Linked DNA regions of Mus musculus: region 2 is linked to region 1. The links are chromatin contacts, called in public HiChIP or PLAC-seq maps. All regions are on one chromosome and are shown on one strand. Each heading gives the region's core, a stretch centred on a gene start, on an enhancer-like site or on the middle of the called end of the contact. The rest is flanking DNA. Distances are from core to core; before and after follow the strand shown. Region 1 holds the start of Ube2m (ubiquitin-conjugating enzyme E2M). Region 2 holds the start of Crxos (cone-rod homeobox, opposite strand).

Region 1 (6,710 bases), core at 1,832-4,331:
CCTCACAGGCCCATGGCGGGAGCACAGCTCGACTGGCTATTCATTCTGGAAGGCCCATACTCCACCCACTTTTGGGCAGTTAATAAATGGCATTTTAGCAAGTGCTTGGCTCGAACCAAATTAGGCCCACACATGGCATAAAGGGGCAAGCCTGGAAATGACTTGTAGGCTCCCTTATGTTGGTGTAAGGTCCAGGAGCTGAAATTAGCCGATTCTTCCATTGCTTGCACCTCATCCCAGTGAGTGGTCCCACCCAATCCACGGCCACATTTATCTTCATTATAGACGCTGGTGGACCTCACTTGTACCTCCCACCCCACAGAAGGAAGAGGCAGAGGCCATGCAGTAACATTCCCCTTTAATAGCCTGGTGGGACCTCCAGTGGTGGTGGGGTGGGTTGCTTGGGCCTAGCGACCCAGGCCCATTGCCCACTTACCCCACAGTCAAGAGTGGGGAGTTGGACAGCACCCAGCGGGAGGGGGGGGGCGCTAAACAAGCCAATTCATTTCCCATCGCTGAGCAGGTCGGGGGGGAGGCAGCACCGACCATAATCACGTGGTGGTCAAAAAAAAAATAACTAGGGGCAGGTGACAGGGAAGAGAGGCAAGGCCAAGGCAGGGGCCAAGGCTACCCCACACACCTTACCCGGGCCCCCAATAAATATTTGCAGGGGATGCCTGGGCCGGTAACCCTGGCAGGGATGGGTAATTGCTAACCCTATTTCAGGCAGCGCTCGAAGTAGGTGGACCCGATGTAACCACCTCTCATGGAGCGCTGCACATTTTGTTCAAACAGCCGCCGGTTGTTCTGCAGGACCTCAGCAGCCTCCTTGTTCAGTGGGTCCTCAGGGTTCGGCTCCTGTGGCCGGTACAAGTGGAAGTCAACAGGCAAGAGAGAGGCAGATGGCCAACAAACCCTCAGCTTCAAATGCCTAACCCTACTTACCAAGAAGAGATACTGCAGGCCATAAATTATGGAGTTTATCGTAAGGACTGGCTTCCAGTCCTCTCTGTGGGCAGAGAGCATCAAGGTTATCAGGGGCTGGTGAGTGGGAGGCTGCTACAGGCCCTGCTAATACTGAACAGGTTAGGCCCATAGAAGGCCTTTTAACATTGAAGTGTGAGATCTAAGAGTGAAGATACGGGACAGGGCAGGACACAGAGAAAGCCAAGGTCAGGTCATTAGAAAAACAACTAAGACAGAAACAGATTGACCATAAAGGGGAGGGAAGGACAGAGATAGATGCAGTGTCCACAGAAGGCTGAGGATACCTGGAAGGCAGGTCTTGGGAGGGAAAGGAAGGCAGTGCCCTCACCTGAGGATGTTGAGGCAGACGTTGCCCTCGAGGTCAATGTTGGGATGATAAACCATTGTTTCACACTTCACCTTGGGAGGGTCATGTGGGTAACCCTGTCCCACCTGGCTCCAGAAAAAGAGAAAGGAGATGGGAAGGTGTAAAAAGAGAAAGGAGATGGGAAGGTGTTTTGGTTGTACCCAGTCTTCTCCACAGAGCTACCTTTGTACACTTGAGACTCACCTTAAAGCTGAATACAAACTTGCCACTTTTGTAGAAGCCCTGGAAGAGGAAGGGGGAGAGTGAATGAAGACCCTACTCTTATGGGGCCACCCCTGGTCTGTTCTTGGGAATCCTGCCCTGTTTTACTCTTACTTCATCAGGACAGATCACCAGCTTGAAGTTGAGGAGGTCGTCTGGGTCTGAGAAGCTGATGTCACACGTCTTGGGCAGGTTCAGCTCGTTAATGTCTAGGTTTGGACAGCATGGAAAGGGAGAGAAACAGGTAAAAGAAAGGAGGTCTGGGCATGTGTCAGCAGAACCCATAAGTTCGCTTTCTAGACCTGAAGAGCTTTGTGTGGTGTACTTTAACTCAGTCTGTACTACTCCATATTCTTTCCACTTTCCAGTCTCTACGTGGACTCTTCTGGATACACAGTATCCCATATACAAGCATCTTCAAGTATAACTGCCCATCTCTTGGGAAAACCCTTACCCAGCTAAGTCCTCCACAAGTTCCCACAACATAGTCCCCAAGAACCTCTACTCCCATAACCCTTGCTTCCAAGAACCCTGAGCACCTTAAACCTGAGGTTTTCTATCTCTAGTCATTATCTCCACTCACTACTGTTTATCTGTCCACCGCAATTCAAGGACCATGACACCGGCCCCCCAACACTAAGTCACCCCTTCTCATCAACCACCCACCTCCACTGTCCTTCCTCGTCTCCATCTTATTACAAGCCCAAGATCCCATCTCATCCTTGAGATTTCCTGTATGGTAGCTTAAATTGACCCACACTCACATTTTTTAGTTCCTGTAACCTTCTTTTCTCCCTCCTCTTCACCTCAAACTCAAAATTGCTCTGCCTGACCCTCTGGACCTGAGTCTTGGGCCACGAGTCCCCAGTTTAAAACACTAAACCGTCTCCCACTTATTCCCAATTCGTAACCTTCACAATCTTCACGACACGGCACCCCAGAGCAAAGTTCTCGTCTGACTCTCAAAACTATACCCCTCCCCTAACAGATTCCGCGTCCCTAACACTCCAGGCCCGAGTATCCCAACGCCCCAATCTATGACCCTCCCTAGTGACCGCACCCCCAGTCCCGCATCACAACCCTCGAAACCTGACCACCAATACCAAATATCAGGGGCCGCATTTTCTCGCCACGGTCCCTGACCTCGAACGCAGGGTCCCGACCCCTACCCTTCTGAATCCGGAGCTGCGCCGCCGACGCCTTCTTGCTGCTGCCCTTGGTGCCGCCGGCCGACTCCTCCTCCTTCTTCTGCTGCTTCAGCGAGAACAGCTTGATCATCCTGCCGCCGCCGCCGCAGCCCGCCGCCGCGGGGGCCCGGGACCCCGGCCACCCGGCCCCCCGCCGCCGCCTGCGCCGCTTCCGCTCCTCGGACCCGCTACCGCGGCCTCCTCCGCTGCCGCTCGCCCGGCCTGCCGCGCTGCTCCGCGCCCACCGCACGGCCCGCCTCGGCTCCCGTAGTCCGGCTCTGGCCTGGCTAAGCACCTCGGGTGTGTTCGGAGGTGCTCGGGAGGACTCGGCGATCCTCGGCCCCGCCCCTGCTACGGTCCCCGCGCCCTCCTCCCCCTCTTCCGCTTGGGTCTGGTGAGGCCCCGCTGCGGCTGCGGACGCCGGCCTTTACAGGTCCGCCGCTCTCCCGCCTACTTGCTCCCTCTGCTAGGAGGCTGCGGTGAGGTGGAAGGAGGAGGCGGTAGCCGCGCTTGCGGCGGCAGGGTACCGCAGGGTACCGGTGGAGGCTCAGCTTCCGCGGCAGGCGCGGCTTCGATGCGGAGGTCGGCAACGGCCTCGGGCGCCCCGCCGCTTCGGCACTTTCCGTCGCCTGCCCACTTCGGTTTTTCCTGCCTCAGCTGTGCTCTGCGCCTGCGCAACCCTTGCAGCCCCCTGGTTCCTCCTCATTGTAGTTTGAGGTTCGGTCTTTTTCGGTTAAGCTCGGGTATTTCCGTTTGTGGAGGTGACTATTCGGCGGTCTAGCGGGTACTTCCTGGGACGCGCACCCAGTAGAGTAGGAAGCAGTGCTTGCGACCATTTTTGAGCGAGGCGGGTAGTGAGTGGCCGTTTGGCTCTCGGTGGTTCCATTCAATCTTACACTTACGCGGAGCGCAGCGGAACCGGGCTAGACTGGATCTTTGCTCTCTGAGGATTCAGCAAACGCAGGGCCTGGACGTTTTAAGGGACGTTGTCGAAGGGTGCAGAAGCAGGCTCCCCTAATCCCACCGCAATCCCAGATTCGGATTGATGTAAACTAGTTTAAATTTCGAATTGCTCTGGAGGCTTGAGGCATCAAGTTGGCTTGAGCCCAGGCGCTCAGGGATACCCTAGGCAACACATCGAGACTCTTGTTCCTTAAAATAGATTTCTATTGTGCAACAGGCTGTGAGCAACTGTGTAGTTCTAGGGTCCAAGGTGGACGTGGGTATAGGACTCATAACTGCGGCTTAGAGAACAGCAGAAGTGGCATTGGCTCTCTCGAGTGGCATTGTGCCTCTCGATTGGCTTATGTTGAGTGAGCTTAGGGTGCTTGGGAGGCAGAAGGAAATAGCTCAGGATGGGTCAGTGACTTCAGGCTGTCATCTAGGAATCCAGCCGAAGCCAGAGTCTAAATGCTTCTTGTTGCTTGTCTGGTCACAGCTTGAAAAACATGGCCAGAACAGGTTCGGACTCTGTTCTGCTCTTTGCCATCTGACAGCATTTGTGCCACCCAGCATGACCCGCGGTTCTACATTCCAGACTTAGCCAGCAGCACCCTCCTCCTCCTGACTTTTTAAGGCTAGCTCATTCTGAGACTCAGACAAATCACTCTAGAACTGTTCATTACTGTCTTGTCAGTTACCATTTTTGTCAGTTACTATCTATGCTGACTATTTTTGTGCAGCTGTTGTTTTTCTGGCTTGCTTTCTTCCAGATAGGATCCATCTCTGTAGTCCAAACTCAGCACGTAGTCCAGGCTGATCTTGAACTAACATTATTCCTGTTGTCTCTGTTTCCTGAGTGCTGTGGTTACAGATACATCCCTCCTTTTTCTGACCCTTCTAAAGTCCTATGGCTGTGGCTACATGGGGCTCTGGCTAATCTTTCTGGTCCTACAGTTCTACTGACTGGGGTAGCACTTGCCTGCCTGTGTTCATTCACTACCCCTCAGATTGGATTCTAAATTATGCTTAGCTTAACTCAGGATCTTTGGTAGCCTGTGAGACAGGAGAGATCAACACTGAAAATTATGGGGACTTAAGAAAGGAATAGAGTGGCTGGAGAGATGGCTCAGTGGTTAAGTGCATTGACCGTACTTACAGAGGTCCTGAGTTCCCAGCAACCACATGGTGGCTCACAAGCATCTGTAATGGGATCTGACACCCTCTTCAGGTGTGTCTGAAGACAGCTACAGTGTACTCACATACATGAAATTAAAAAAAAAAAAAAAGTGGTGGTGGAGGAATAGAGCCTCTGACTCTGTAGCCTGGTTGAACCTGATTTTTCCCTTGGAGAAGTAGGAATGCCAGTACAATGAACAGCTGCTTCAAGGCATTTCTTCCCTCTCAGCTGTAGACCTACAATTTTCTAGGAATCTCACCAGAAGCTCCATTATAGGAAAAAGGTGTGTCCTAGACATGTAGTAGCTTCTGGTCTTACCTTCTCTGATTATCCCATCCCAGGCATCTCTGCAGCCACCCTCTAGCCTTTTCAAAAGAGGAAGGAAACAAGTTTCTTAGCAACCGTTTGGAATGTGACTTGAGAGCCATGAAAAAGGTATTATAGCTAATGCTAATACAATTGAGGCTATCCCTTGAGGGTCCTATATATACCACCTTCCCCCATTCTCCCTCTGCAAACATGTAACTACACTTGATTATATGTTATGTTGTCTATTTCTGAGCACTTCTCTCATGCTTAGAGCTTATATTAAAATATCCATACTTTGCTTTTTACTTGCTATAGCTGAAATTCTTTTCTGCACTAGAGCCATGAATCTAAGTTTGTCCTGAGTCCAGATCTCTGTATGATTAGGGTATTTCACAGGCAGCTAGAGGTTGCCACATGGATCTGTGTCTTTGTCCCCTCACAACTGACAGTTGGAGGGAATAAGAGTGTCATAGGGACTGGGGACCCCCTTGTTCTGCACAGGATCAACCTCTCTGTGATGTGGTTTGGCTTGCCTACTTAACCTTGAAGCTATGTCCATGTTTGGAGTATCCAGATGAAGGGGTAAGAATAAGTAAAACTATCCACACAGAAGTAGCTTGGACACACTGCCCTTAAGATGGTTTTCCTGGAGATGCTAAGGCCAGAGCCAATCTGACACAGCTACCCAGAGAAAGGCCTTAACTGGGGCTTAAAGCCTGAGCTGAGTCATGTTACATGGGGCTCCTTTGACTACTTGCACCCCAGTGCCCCTTGGGAACTGTGCCAAAGTCATAGACAGTGAGGTGGAAGGGAAGATGGCTATTGCAAAGGCAGCAGATATCATGGTGCCCCAGGCCTGAAGTGTCTAGGATCATGTAAACTGTTGTCAACTGTATTTCCTATGACTTCCTGCTAAATATACTCCTCCTGAAGACTTCCCAGGATGAAGGAGACCCTAGTAGAGCTATGAACAAGAGTCATGGCAGAAGGAGCCTGTGGCTGGAATGAGGGGAACTAATTCCACAGGATAGAGCAACTGAGCCTGGGCCTGCAGCCTGGGCTCTCTAATTTGGGAGTCCTTTCTTAGTACCTGTTGGCTACAAACCCATAGGTATGGGAAAAGCTTGACATGTCTGAATTTCCATTCTGTATCATGGCCACGTCCCATGTCCAGTCCTCAGTGCTGCTCCCACTGGCATGAGGAAAGCTTTGCCTGCTTATGACAGATTGAGTGAGGGCTTGGGGGCAGGGTGCTGTTAGGATGAAAGTGATTGGACAGTGGATTTGGGCACAGGGAAACAATGTCATGGGAACTGACTCAGAACAAGATGGAGAATTTGAGAGGTAGGCAATCCATTTGGAAGCCCATGCCCTCCCAAGGCTCTGGAATGTGGTGGGAGTGTCAGGGAAGACACCATGACATCCTGTCTCATGACAAGAGCTGAGATACCACATAAATTCCTGCCTCTGGGCTCTAGACTTGTCTGTCTCGGCTCTACTGTAGGGCAGAGACTCCACAGAGGCCTTCAAACCTGCAGTT
Region 2 (6,710 bases), core at 1,929-4,428, 2.9 Mb after region 1:
AGGGGTCCTCTTTTTGTTGTTGTTTTATTTTATGGGTATGGGTGTTTTATCTGAGAATGTGTCTATGTACCTTTGTGTGCCTGGTGAGGGTGGAGGCCAGAAGAGGGCATCAGATCCCCTGGCACTGGAGTTACAGAGGGTTGTGAGCTGCCATGTGGTTGCTCGGAATGTAAAGTGGGTCCCCTGGAAAAGCAGCTAGTGCTCTTAACACCTAAGGTTCTTGTCTTAGGATTTTACTGCTGTGAACAGACACCATGACCCAGGCAAGTCTTATAAAAGACAACAATTAATTGAGGCTGGCTTATAGGTTCAGACGTTTAGTCCACTATCATCAGGACAGGAACATGGCAGCATCCAGGCCAGACCTGAGAGTTCCACATTTTCATCTGAAGGCTGCTGGCAGAATACTGGTTTCCAGGTAGCAAGGGTGAGGGTCTTAAGCACACACCCATAGCGACACTATCACTCCAACAAGGCCACACTTCCTAACAGTGCCATTCCCTGGGCCAAGCATATGTAAACCATCACAGTTCTCTATTCTAATTGACAGATGAAGTCATATATCTACTTTGAATGTCCATCCTCACTATGGTCTGATTTTAACCATGCACACACCCAACTGTGCATAGGCGTGAGATGGAGAAGCGACTCTTTATAAAAGTTCACTCCAAGGACAGTTTCCTCTCACTGTACATGCAACCAAAACCAGTTCCAGTTAGATCAGCCCATCTCTTCCCACTACCCTACACTTTAGGAATCTGCTTGAACAGAATGTATCTAAATTTGATGCTGTGGGCAGAGAAATCTATACTATCCTTGAGGTAGAAGAATGAATAACACAAGGAGGTTGTGGGGGTCAAGGGGTTTTGAGGCTGCTGGGTGCACTGTGTAGAGAGGGGTGTGTGGGCATAGTATCCACATGGGAAGAAACTAGGTTGCCAAGTGTGTTATTACAAGAGGGAAGGGTGTGAGTAACTCAAACCAAACAGGACCATAAGCTAAAATGATCTGTTATGCTAGTCTACCTCATTCTAATTATATTCTATAAAATTTATATAAACGGGTGAATCTAGCAGCAACTACTCAGGTGGCCAAGGCCTGGCAGCAAAAGACTTTGGCCACTGAGGCATCTCAAGACACAAGGATTTTTGTTTGCTAGATTTTGTTTTTTGTTTGTTTGTTTGTTTTGTTTTCAAGATAGGATTTCTCTGTAGCTCTGGCTGTCCTGGAACTCACTCTGTAGACCAGGCTGGACTCAAACTCAGATATCTGCCTGTCTCTGCCTCCCAAGTACTGGGATTAAAGGCATGCTCCACCACAGCCCCGCTACAGTTGAATTTATAACTGCTCTAAAATGCTGTATGCAGGCCAGGTTGGTCCTCAAATCTCAGAAATATACCTGTCTTCCTCCCACCACATCCCCAGGGCTACACATGGTAGCCTTCTAACAAAGGCTTATCTCAAAGGCTTGGGTGTGGTGGGACATGCCTTAATTCCTGTCTTAGAAGCAGAGTGCAAGAACATCCCAATCTACATATCCAAGTGCCAGCCCAGCCAGAATTTCTGCTCAAAGCCTTTATAAAGAAAAAGGAAAACAAACCTGGGAGTGTGGTATAACACATTGCTGGGTCTCACTTTTAGTAGCACACTCAGACTCATACTTTTCATCTCCAGTGATTGAAGCCTAGGTCTCATATGCATGCCCGTAATTCCAGCACTTGGGAGGAGAAATCTGGAAGATCAGCCCTTCAAGGTCAAGCAATGTTCACATTTCCAGAAAGCTAGGATGGCCTTTGATCCAAGTAACCTGGATTAGAGGCAGGCAGATCTCTGAGATCTTGAGGACAACCTGGTCTACATATTGAGTCCAGGGCAGCCACAGGGACATAATGAGACCCTGACTGAAACACTGATCAGATAAATACATACATACATACATACATACATACATACATACATACATACATACATACAGGAAAGCGCCAGGTGTGGTAGTAAGCACCTTTAATCCCAGCACTCCGGAGACACAGTAAGGTGGCTTTCTGAGTTCCAGTCCAGCCTGTTCTACAAGCTGAGTTCCAGGACAGCCAGGGGTATACAGAGAAACCCTGTCTCGAAAAAAAAAAAAAAATTAAACTATATCTGCCCTTGTTCAGCAGGAGGAATGTCTTGTACAAGAGAACTATCCAGTCACTCTGGCCTTTTAACACCAGCCAGTCTTTAAAAGCAAAAGATGATATCTGGCAGAGGTGGAACACCAGTTTAATCCAAGTGAGTGGGAGACAGAAAAGGTGGATTTCTGACTTTGAAGCCAGACTGGTTTCCATAGTGAGTTCCAGGATGGGCAGGGGTATGAAAATCCCTTCTTTGTTGGAAGATGGAGGGGGGGGGAGGGTAAGACTGGCTCAGTGGTAAAGTAACTAACATGTGCAATGCCACAGCTTCGAGGTTTATTAGAAAAAGAAAAGTTGAAACACCAAAGGGCATGGTGGCTCAAGCCTTTAATCCCAGCACTTGGGAGGCTGAGGCGGGCAGATTTCTGAGTTCAAGGACAACCTGGTCTACAAGGTGAGTTCCAGGACAGCCAGGGCTACAGGGCTACACAGAGAAACTCTGTCTCAAAAAAAAAAAAAAAAAAAAAAAACCACCAAAGGGAGCTAGACTTGGTATCACAAACCTATAAACTCACAAGGTTGAAAGTTCCAACCTTCCCTGGACAACATGACAACATCTCAAACAGATGTCAACAATGAGCCTGTAAAGTGGATCACACCTTTAATCCCAGCACTGGGAGGCAGAGGCCAGTGGTTTTCTGAGTTGGAGGATAGCCTGGTCTACAAAGGAGTTCCTGGACTCATTAGCCATGTATTCCCTTGAATATCCATTTGCCCTAATTTTTAAAAGTAACCCCAAAGAAATCAAGGCAGTCACCTGAGCAAGCCTACAAGGGCAGACACCTTAGTAATCTTAGAGGTTGTCTGGTAATCAGGACAAATGGACGGCCAGGGCGGGCCCCTGACACACTAGGATGGTGCTTTGACATAGAGGAGAAGCAAGCAGATTCGGGAAAGAATGGGGAAGAACACCTGGGTATCTGGCTGGAGTCCATTTCCTCCTACAAAGGAGACACTGGGTGGAGCCTGCCCTTCCTCTTGGCTGGATGCTAAATTGTGGGAGGGGCTACAGGTTGGAGGGTCCCTGCTCAGTGCGCCCAACTTGAAGCTCAGTTTGAATCCTAAATCCTTAGAGCATACCTTCAATCACAACTGAAGTGAGCTACAGGCGAAATGGAAGCATCTCCACGTTCCCTGAGTAAGTCTGGGCCCTAAAAACCCTGTTACATGAAGTCTGTCGGGTGGACAGGATTGCTATGGTGAGGCCTGGGTTTGCATTTCCCTTTTGGCCCAAAGAGCAGACCGGGTCTTGTAGAAAGTAAGGCCATGACAGTGGAGTTGGGGGTCTATGTGGTGGTGTCAAGAGAGCTGGTCTGAACCCCAGGCACTTTGGCTCCTCCAGGGTCCACAATTAAGGAAGGGAGAACCAATGTAACAGCAGCTAATTATGAGGCTCTTGGTCGGATTCCTCCAAAAAACCTATCTGCTTAGGTTGAGGCTACTGTATTAGCAAGGGAAATGTTTGCAGACTCATATGAATTCTTTTAGTTTTGATTTTCATTTTGTAAGATTTGCATTTGACAGGTTTTCCTTCAGGGAGGGTGCTAATAGTTGAGTTTAGTAGACCTCACACAGGCATGTTGGAAATGATCTTGAACAATTGTGTGTATCTTTGGAGGCATGGTCTCTCCCTGTAGATCAAGCTGGCCTCAACTCTGATATCTACCTCCCTCTGCCTCCCAAGTGCTAAGATTTTAGATTAATAGCTCCATGCCTGGCTATGTTGAACCTGGCAATGTTGAAATCTTGTAAGGAAATCCTTCTACCTGAGTGCTGGGATTACAGGCTTACAACCGCCATTCTCCGCCAAATTCAGTCTATAGAGACTCTATAATTCCAGCAACAAAATGAGCAGTTCAGACTTTCCATACTCCTGCCTCAATTCTCCCATTGCTGGGCTTAAGAGTGTGACTATCCACTCTGCTTTTGCTTTTTTTTTTTCCCAAAGATTCAGGTCTTTAGCCCCAGAAAAGTTTAACTGGATGGAATTGGAAAGTGGGGAATTAAAGTGGGTCACAGGTATCTTATTGATGCATAGACTACCCAAGAGGAAAATCAGAGATTGGGGTTGTGAGAGAGACTCATCTCCTGACAGTGGCTAAAACTGTGTCAGGGGTACATGCAGGCAAGGCTGTAGAGGTCTCAGGACCTCTTTGTTCAATAGGTTAGCTCCTACCATGAGTCCCTCAAGATCACATTTCACACCATCAGGCTTGACAGTGAGGGCTGACTCTCCACTCTCATGATAGAGATTGCCTGACCCATTTCTCCTTCTCTGTCTTAGCCTCCTGTACCCTGGGTCCCCTTGACCAGAAGTTCAGTTGGGAGCAGCTTTCAGAGCTGGAAGCATACTTCAAGGTGGAACCATACCCAGACCTCCAGGATCGAAAGATCATGGCCACCAGACTGAAACTGAAAGAGGAACAAGTTGAGGTCAGATTGCCATCTCCAACCTTATATGCCTCTAAGTCAGTGTTCTCCACACTGAGAACCCATTGGGGTCAAAAAACCCATTCTCAGAGATTACCCTGTAGATATTCTGCATTTCAGATACTTACATTAGGATTCATAACAGTAACTAAAAGACAGTTAGGAAATAGAAACAAGAGTTATTTTGTGGTTGGAGGTCACATTGGTGCTTTCTGGAAAGAAGACACAGACAGACTGCCTCCTATGAGAAAACAGTGTGGGTCCAGTCTAAGGCAGCAATTCTCAAGCTGTGGATATCCAACTCATTGATTCTGGGATGAACAAATCTTGCCCAGAGGCCAGACCAGACCAACAGAATACAGAGACATTCACACCATAGCAATTCATAATAGTAGCAAAATTACACTTATGAAGTAGCAGTGAAAATAATTTTCACTGGACAGGGTTGCTCTTTTCTTAAAAACACTCCATAGACCATGCTGACCTCAAACTAAGAGAAGGCCTGCCTTTAACTCCCAGTGCTGGGATTAAAGGTGTGAGTCACCCTACCAACCTCTACCCACTCCAACAAGGCAAAAACAATTTATTGGTTTGGGGATTGGGCAGACAACAACACAAAGAAGTTTATTAAAGGCTCAAGCATCATGAAGGTTGAAAACCATATACATGCTAGGCACTCTAGCAGGCTGCATCCCTGGATGGTAGGCCCTACCCTTGAGGCCTCTCAGTATTCCTTAGGGGCCTCCTTTTGGGTCCCTCATGGAAAAGAAGGCTAGAGAACATTTTGGGGGCAGCTTTGGGGAGCTAGCTTAGGGGGATGCCCCTAGCATGACCTCAAAGGCTAGGGAGCACATGGTCCTTCCTTAGATATGTTTACATGTGTTCTTCCCTGCAGGCTTGGTTCATCCAGAGATCCTTGGAGGAGGAGATGCGGCCCCCCTTGGCCAGGCTGCAGCAGTCTGCCCTGGATGGTACCTCTTCTCCTTCCCACAAAGCCCTGTGCTGCAGGCCACCAAGCTGGAAGTACAGGCTCATTCCCATCAATCCCCCTGAGTCCTCGACCAGCTGTAAGCACAGTTGCTGATCCTCCTTCCCCATGGGCCACTCCAACATGTACCACAAAAACTGTTTCCCCAATTCCCCACCCCCTATCACAGGCCTGGCTGCACCAAACTCATCAAATGGTGGATGCCTCCCAGAACCCTCAGGGTCAATGTTTGAATACCTGGGTGCCAGGACAGATGACATTGGACAGAAATGGTGCAGAAATGGTGTTGAGTCTCCACCTAGGGCCTCCACTTGAATGTCCAGGGCCAAACCCCACTGCTGTGGTTCCACTTCTTTTAACAGCCTCCCCTCAAAAGTGGCCTCTCCTTCAGGATAGCTATCAACTCAATGTGCAGCACAGTATCACACTGACTTCTTGCCTCCTTTCCCAAGGCATGGTTACAGGCTGACATATACTGCCAGAACAACCACTTCCCAAGAGATTGACTGGCTAACAAGGCTGGATTTTTATTCCCTCTGACCTTGATCACTCATCTTGTACCAATGAGTAACTTATTGGTTTGTGTGTGATTGGATTGTATTTTTTTTTTGGTCTATTGGTGTTTCTGAGGCACCTGCTTGGGGATTTAGATCTTGGAGTGGCTCATTGATAACATGAAATTGTTGACAAATTGGTTTTTTAAAAAAGCTTGTGTTGTTTTCACAAAAAAATACTTTGTGTGGAAGCTGGCTGTTGTATAGAAGTCAGGACAAAGGACAGCATAGGATTAGGGTCTCCTGGTGCTGGAGTGGAGCTTAGCTCTTCAGGCTTCCTGCCAAAGGTCTTTCATCACAGTCGCCTCAATAGCTAGGTTTCTTATTTGTGCGTGATGCTCTTTGAGGTAAAAGTTTCACTGTGATACTTCTAGCTGGCCTGGACTTTGCACCATTAACCTTGAATCTGAATTAACTCCAGATGTGCCTAGCTCTGCCTCAAAGTGCTGGTATATAAGGCTCATACCACCACTGTGCTATCCCTGATCCCAAAGTCTTTAAGCTTAGACTTGAAGTTGAGGAAACTCCCTCCCGAGAGTTTGATTAACACCTGGACATAATGGA

Evidence for each region. HiChIP or PLAC-seq counts read pairs in DNA pulled down with a chosen protein or histone mark.
Region 2: an H3K4me3 HiChIP or PLAC-seq map of embryonic stem cells shows a contact between it and region 1, with 7 read pairs. The contact joins the promoter of Crxos here to the promoter of Ube2m in region 1. A contact is called at or near these places in 2 of 39 promoter capture datasets (cranial neural crest and embryonic stem cells), 1 of 115 datasets of contacts at active chromatin or transcription factors (embryonic stem cells) and 1 of 9 other capture datasets (embryonic stem cells).

The regions. Positions count from the first base shown.
Region 1 is chr7:13,034,897-13,041,606 of GRCm38.p6, forward strand. It overlaps Ube2m (ubiquitin-conjugating enzyme E2M), which reads right to left and starts at 3,082. Exons shown (of 6, transcript NM_145578.3): 1 at 2,725-3,082; 2 at 1,670-1,764; 3 at 1,538-1,576; 4 at 1,316-1,419; 5 at 946-1,009; 6 at 224-858. The coding sequence starts at 2,833. The coding sequence ends at 718.
Region 2 is chr7:15,892,946-15,899,655 of GRCm38.p6, forward strand. It overlaps Crxos (cone-rod homeobox, opposite strand), which reads left to right and starts at 3,179. Exons shown (of 5, transcript NM_001033638.2): 1 at 3,179-3,312; 2 at 4,459-4,607; 3 at 5,500-5,671. The coding sequence starts at 3,288.